Regions from separate parts of the Triticum aestivum genome. Here region 2 is linked to region 1. A link is a contact called in public Hi-C data. All regions are on one chromosome and are shown on one strand. Each heading gives the region's core, a stretch centred on a gene start, on an enhancer-like site or on the middle of the called end of the contact. The rest is flanking DNA. Distances are from core to core; before and after follow the strand shown.

Region 1 (3,700 bases), core at 729-3,228:
TTCTATGAAATATGATACACCTTTCTATGGTGTATTCTAGAAAAAAAGGTAGACTATGGAAGTGCTTTGGTACTCCACTTTACAAGTCTGTCATTTAAAACATTCAGGGAAATATAGTACAAAACAAAACAAGATTGAAGGAGTATGTTTGGCGCTATAAAATGAAGTCTTCTGTTTTTTGCTGAATTCTACAGAAATAAAATCAAGGGGCATGGCTCTTCAGAAACTAACCAATTGTCTTTACAGACTTACTTATTTATTGGTCCAGTACCTCGACATATTTGATGTTGTTCTTAATATATTTTTACGATTCTGACTTAATTGACCATGTAGCAGCTATGATATAGTAACTCCTAAAATCGCATTGACCTCCTTTACCTCCACTAACAGTATGCCTTGGAAGGAGCATCCATGAGTGTGTGTGTGTGTGTGTGTTTTGCGAAAAGCATCCATGAGTTTATCTCCCACAATCTCAAACACGTTATTTAAGGGCAACACAGTATGTCTGCAAACAGATCTATGAGCTCACCAGGAAGCAAAACGGTTAATTAATACTAATAGAAACATTTTTTTTTTGCAACATACCTTAATACGCATATGTTGCTTTAGGGTTCCTGGACTTTCCAAAACTAACACTAGAATTTAAGCCAGACCGAAATTTATCATAGCAAATGTATTGACATAACAACAACCAAAAAAACTATGAATTTTTTATAGCAGACAAAAAATATATTTTCTTCTTAGCACAATTCACCAAAGCATGTATTTTAGTCAAATTACCTCACCTGCTTAGTTAAACTAGATTAAGTTGCTCCCTTTCCAGCATAGCAAATCCAAAATTAACTTAACTCACCTGCTTATAAACTAAATCAAGCTGTTCTCTCCCTGCATAGCAAACTCAGAAGCCTAACTTACACACGTTCTTTCCAAACAACTTCAGAGCACCAACAACACCATATTAGATCAAAGATCTGATAAAAGCACACCTCAAACCCATGACAGCCAAAAGAAAACAGATAAAAAACCCACGCACCAACCATACAGTTTTCTAGCTGCAAGAAGTTGAACCATGGAATCACTATTAATATTATTCCTAATGACCATACTAAAACGGACAGGACTAACTAGAGCAAGAAAAGGGCACAGAAGACGGGCTAGAGCAAGAAAATAATCACTGGACGACACGGTAGACCGGGTGGAAGAAGCCAAACTCAGATGTGCTGCCTTTAAGCAAAGGGTATAAATGATCTGATTCGTAATCCCCCCTCTCCAACAGCAGAGCTCTCAGTGAACAGGTGCAGTTCAACCGCTCAGAAGTCTGAGCTTTTGCACCACGATCATTGGAGGAGAGCAACGCGAAATCAAAAACTGCAACTACAGAGACCGACCAGGCACACACACAAAAAAGCGTGGGCTCATTTGCTGCACAGTTTTCAGTCGACAAACTACCACACCTAAGAGTATATATCAATCGCGTCGCGTCCAGTGGAAGCACAAATTTCTGGAAACTTGTATGGTTCGTAGTTCTAGGTTACCTCGGGCGAGCAGCAAGCTAACCCCGGTCGCCACGTCGCCCGCCCTCCGCGCGGCGGCCTGCACCAAGCCACCCCGTGCACAAAATCAAATCAACAACCCAGCGGTTCATCATGCAAAACGGAATCTCCGCCCCGATCCCTGCCACCCACCTCAAGCGACCGCCGCACCGGGCGCAGCGGCTCCTCTCTCTGCCGCCACCGGCCGATGCTTCCGGACGAAGCTTCCCGGCCAACTCCTCCGCTTTGGGGATCTAGCTAGGCCAGCAGTGGGAGGAACAAGCGTGCGTGCGTGCGTGCGCGCGCGCGCGAGTGACGAAGGAAGGGAAGGGAAGGGTCGAGATGTCGGGTACTCGGGTGCGGGGCTCGCTGTATGCTGCGGGTCGTGGAGGCTACACGGTGGAGGTGTGTTTGTGGCCGGGGGCTGTGGGGGTCGCTCTCGCCGCCGCGAGAAATCTCAGCCACTATCTTTACTTGTGGGTTTCTAGGCCTCCTCCGAGGCTATCTCCGTGCGGCACCCTTGTAAAATCCCTGGAATCGCAAACCACCGCATTTTATGTTGCGTACTACTGGCTTTCTTTCTCACGGGAGAAAAAAAGAAATAAAGGGTCAAGGTTATTCTAGACCTTTCATATGCTTTACAAAATATTAGAACCTAGATGATGCCCCGTGCGGTACATCAGGAATCTTGGTAACAGAAATGCGTAAATAGTTGATAAAAGACTTCTAAAACTAATGAAAAGAAGATGTAATCTGAAAAATAAAAAAACAAAGTATATAAAAACAAATTAAATTACGGTTAAAATAATGTCATTTCTAACAAAACAAAAATGTGAAGGGTCAACTACATACATACGCTGCAATTGCCCAATACATATATTGCTAGTACAAAATCTAATACAAAAAATAACTGTGAATAATTAACATGCATGAATTTATGATATGACTGCGTTGCATGCATAGAGTAATGCAAAATAAAAATGATTTATGACTTGCATGTATGACTTACTTATGTGGCAAGGTTAGAAAAATAGGTATTGTAGCTATTTAGTAATAGAAGATGTACAAGACAACATTGGTTATTTTTAAGGGAAATGTATAGATGCGCTATGTGGGTTTTGTACCCTAGTCATTTGGACGGCATATTGGCCCGGCAACAAACTCTCAACTACTTGGTTTTTATCTAGATGAGAAGAAACTCTTGTATTTGACTAGAAATAGTGCCTGCTATTTTGACAACCACTCTTTTGATTGGTTGTAGCAATATTCACTAATTCGCTCAACTAGTGTACGATTTAATTAGCATTGATCCTATGTGGAACTATTACAAAAATGGCTTTTGCAATTTTGATCTAACTACTAGCATCTAGGATGCCGATTGCGGCCTGGCACACGGTGCTGAAAAAGAGAAAAAAGTGATTTCTAAACCTTGAAGAGTATTATCGAGGACCTAGTTCACAAACGTTCTGTTAGTTTGCACATTGATCAGGATGAGAAGATTATTGTATTCTTCATATGTATGTGGCGAACGGTATGAATTTAGGGCCGGAACTGTATTCTTCATATGTATGTGGCGAACGGTACGTATTTAGGGCCGGAACCAAACAATTCGTGATGCATTTGATGGTGATCGTGCTTGCAGACGAGGTTGAGACTTGGGCCGAGATGACCAACCTAATCTTTTGAAATATACTTTATTATGTATAGTTATAAGGTTGCTCATGCTAAAGGTATGTGACATCCCAGCTTAATAGGAATGATAGATTACTCATATAAAAAAAGGCGCGTCTTCTTTCTTGGGAGCCCATCCGAAAGGAATTTCAAAGTTAAGTGTGTCTGGCTTGGAGCAATTTGAGAATGGATGGCTGACTGGGAAATTGTTCTTAGGTTCGCACGAGAGATGACAAAGTGCGAAAGAAAGACTAGTGTTGGTCTGTGGGTCCAGTCTTGATCCCAGGCGCGACGGCCAAGAACCAATGGGTTTGGTCAGGGTGTTACAATTGGTATCAAAGTTGACCCCCGCGCTTACACGGGTGTGTGCGGGTTAGTGATGCATACATGAGACGCTTGTGGATGATGGCACTGGCACGCGCCGACGTGTGCCAAGAGGGAACGTTCCTGTTGGGTTGACGGGGGCGTCAGTTTCTTTGAGGGAGTGTGTATGTGGA
Region 2 (3,700 bases), core at 572-3,071, 460 kb after region 1:
CCATCTGTATAGTATGTATATATGTATAGTGTATACCCGTGATCACCTCCCGAGTGATCACGGCTCGATAGTATAGCAAGGCAGACTAACAAGAATGTAGGGCCAATGATGATAAACTAGCATCCTATACTAAGCATTTAGGATTGCGGGTAAGGTATCAACGACTGTAGCAACAATGATAGGCTATGCAACAAAATAGGAGTAACCAAACAGTAACATGCTACACTACTCTAATGCAAGCAATAGATAGAAGAATAGGCGACATCTGGTGATCAGGGGGGCTTGCCTGGTTGCTCTGGCAAGGAGGGGTCGTCAACTCCGTAGTCGTACTGGGTAGCTGCGGCGTCGGTCTCGTAGTCTATCGGAGAGAAGAGGAGGATGAAACAATAAATATAATGCAAACATAAGCATGGCGAAGCAAGACATGCCAATGAGCGGTGCTAGCTGTGCCCTAACGCGGTAGTAGATGATACCGGCGAAAGGAGGAAACAACCGGGAAAGTATCCCTAGTGTTTCGCGTTTCCGGACAGATGAACCAGACATGAAATGTTGCACGTTCGCTATGCTAGAGATGTGTGGCGGACGAGCGGGTTGTGTAGTCGGATTCGTCTCGTCGTTCTAAGCAACTTTCATGTACAAAGTTTTTCCATCCGAGTTACGGATTATTTAACATTAATTTTCGAAGTTTTAATCAATTTTCTAAAAATAGTTTAAATTATTTAATTCAAAATATTTTAAAAGTAATTTGCTATGTGTACTCGAAAAGGTACCCAGCAGAACAGCACAGAGGCTGACCGGTGGGGCCCTGGTCAACTGTCCAGTCAACGTTTGACTGGACCGTTGACTGGTCAAACCATGAACAGTGCACACGGGGCCCGCATGTCATTCTCTTCGGTAATTTTAACACTGATTTAACATTTAGACTAAGCAGCGGACCCCATCTGTCATTGAGTGATCTATTTATCAAACTTTTAATTAACCCTAGTGATGTTAATTAGGACGGTGGGGTTCGATTTTAGTGGGAGTTAGCGGCTGGATTAGTGCTTAACTAAACAGTTAATGACCCGGGCCCACGCGTCACAAGACACTAGCCAGATTCTAACGCATGCGCATGCTGGTGCACGCCGGCGACCAGCAGAGGCAACGGTGGCCCACCGGAGACGCTCTCTGGCGACCAAACGGGCGGTGGGTGCCACCTACATGAGGTGCACGATGCGCCGAGGGGGAGCAGGGTGCGGCCCCGGATAGGAGCAACGCCGGCGAGGCGCGGGCACGCCGGGGCGGCCGGGCGCGGCCGGTGCTGGATTGGGCGATGTCAGCCGCGAGCGGCGACGGGTGAGCAGCAGCAGAGGGAGGCGAGGCCATGCGCGGGCGAGGTGGTACGCAGAGCGGCGCGCGAGGGTCAGGCGGTGACCGCGGCGAGGAGAAAGAAGAGGAGGGAGGCGCTCACAGCCGTTAGCGGGCAGCAAGGGCGGCGACCCGTGAGGAGGAGGTCGGGGAGGTTCTGGCGACGACGGCGGCGGTCGGTGGTGCTGCAGGCACGGCGCGAGGACGGCGAAGAAGCTGTGGGCCGGAGGCGGCAGTCGTCGGGCGTGGGTGTGCTCGCCGGGACCGCGGGGAGCAGCGGCGAACGCGGCTGGGACGGCGAGGCGTTGGCTCGGGAAGGGCTCCGGCAACAGGGAGGTCGGCGATGGCGATGGGGCGCCGGGGCGAGTCGGCGGGGTCGGGGCACGCGGGTGTGCGATCCAGAAGGGGTGGGAGAGGTCGTGGGGAGTCGTGGGGGAAGTGGGGAGGAGAACGCTAGGGTTCGGTCCGGTGGGAGGGGATAAGGTGAATGGGTGGGCCTGCCAGCTGAGGGAGTGGCCGACTGGGCCGGCCTGTTGGTCGGTTGGCCCAAGGGGGGGGGGGGTATTTTCCTTTTCTTTATTTTTGTATTGTTTTCTTTTTTTGTATTTAGCTTAGATACTAAATGATTTTAGTTCAAGTTCAAGCTTCCCACAAAATTACGTGTCGATATTTTGGTGCTGTTTAAAAAGACTGAGGTTATTTGGAAAATGTTTGAAAATAGGTTTATATTTAAATGGTCATAATAAGTGCTACTTGTCCACATTAATATTTCCTAGGGGGCGATTTAGAAATCCATTTAATGTTGGTTCCTACATGTTAAATACTTAGTGAATATTTTTAAATCCTCGAACATTTTTGTTTGACAGTTTAAAGAAAAAAAGAATTTGACTTGTTATTTGAAATTTGAATTTGACTCAGATTTTCATCAAGTGGCAAATTGGCTTAATAAAACATGATGACATGGCACATTAGGGTGAGGTTACTGTAGCTTGATTATCGGTGTGTTACAAATCTCCTTCACTACAAGAAATCTCGTCCCGAGATTTAAGAGGTGGAATTAAGGGGAAAGGTCTGGTTACGAAATTATAACGAATCTTCTCGGTCTTGGTTGCTCTTCTCGAAGTGGTCGATTCATAGCATTGATGTCTTCATACCTATGCATCAATACATCATGATGAGGTTGTCATCCTTCCTTCAGGAACTCCATCGTACTTACGAGAATGATAAGGGGTAACTTCAGAAGAACAGGTCTCTACAAGGTTGCTTAGCCGGTAGATAACACCAGGGAAGGTGGCGGAAAGTAGATCTCGAATCTAATCTTAAAAAATATCGAGAGCAAAGTAAGAAGGTGCAAAAATAGAAGTTTCAAGCGCATAGGAAATCGTTTGTTGTCTGAAACGAAGTGTGAAAGGGGTTCAGAGCAAAGGGAATAAGTATTGCGTCTAATACCAGAATAGATCACTAGGCAGGTGGCCCGTGAATTGCGTATGAAGTCAAGCGTGAGGAGTAACTTTTGAAACCGGGGGGTGTACAGAAGAGTCAGGTTTCGATCCTGTGGAACTGTGGGTTATGGGCCCACCATGTGCGTAGGAAGGGCACTGACATCTTGCACGGACATGACAGTAAGGCAGGTTAGAGGATAGCTTGTTAGTTATATTGGCATCAACATCAGTACCAAGGGAGAGGGATGAAGAGAACCATTCTCCTGCTCGTTGAACTAGGTGTACCAATAGGCAAAGTTCTCATCCATCGGTGACTACCAGAATGTCATCAGCGATAGTAACAGGGTCTAATTTCATGCCATTACCCATACAGCGGTGTTTGGCTAATTGAGCAAGAAACATTTAGCATTTAGCACTGGGCTTCAAATGTTCTTGTTGAAAATCGGAGTACCACAGACATGCTTTGAGATAGCATTGACATGGTCTTCAAGCAAAAGTCAGACTTCGGATACACAAAGGATCCATCAGGATCAACTTATAAAATAAGTCTTACGATTTCCTCATGGAAGAATCGCTAAGATTGCTAAAAAGGAAACTATAACAATAGGTCCTCCGTCCAGGTGTGCTAGGCACGACATCACCTTACCGGGTTAAATAAATGCCAATGTTATAACTTTTGGAAAATGTTCCAACCATCATATCTGACCGAGATTCAGATCTGATTGGTGTCAAGACACCTCGGACTCGGCATGCCTGAGAAGAAAAGGTCCAACACAAATTGTCGAGATGACATTGTAAGATTCTCGGGCAATGAACTATGGAAGCGAGTTCCGAAACAAGAGTTCATCATTAAACCAAGGAGAGGATGAGAAGGTGGCTGATGGGCTCAACGACAATTCATCAAGAATTCC

The links. A called contact is a pair of places that touch in the nucleus more often than the background predicts.
Region 2: a Hi-C map of leaf shows a contact between it and region 1, with 3 times the contacts expected there. The contact joins the enhancer-like site here to the promoter of LOC100682474 in region 1. A contact is called at or near these places in 2 of 5 Hi-C or Micro-C datasets (both in leaf).

The regions. Positions count from the first base shown.
Region 1 is chr7B:331,541,132-331,544,831 of IWGSC CS RefSeq v2.1, forward strand. It overlaps LOC100682474 (protein LHY), which reads right to left and starts at 1,979. Exons shown (of 12, transcript XM_044578692.1): 1 at 1,686-1,979; 2 at 1,536-1,593.
Region 2 is chr7B:332,001,145-332,004,844 of IWGSC CS RefSeq v2.1, forward strand. No RefSeq gene overlaps it. Among protein-coding and RNA genes, the nearest start is that of LOC123156998, 57 kb to the right of the region's middle. Within about 2 kb of position 1,822, at least 8 of the 8 cell types and tissues checked have an H3K27ac peak or open chromatin away from gene starts, as enhancers often do. A contact at or near this core is called in leaf, where this site is marked.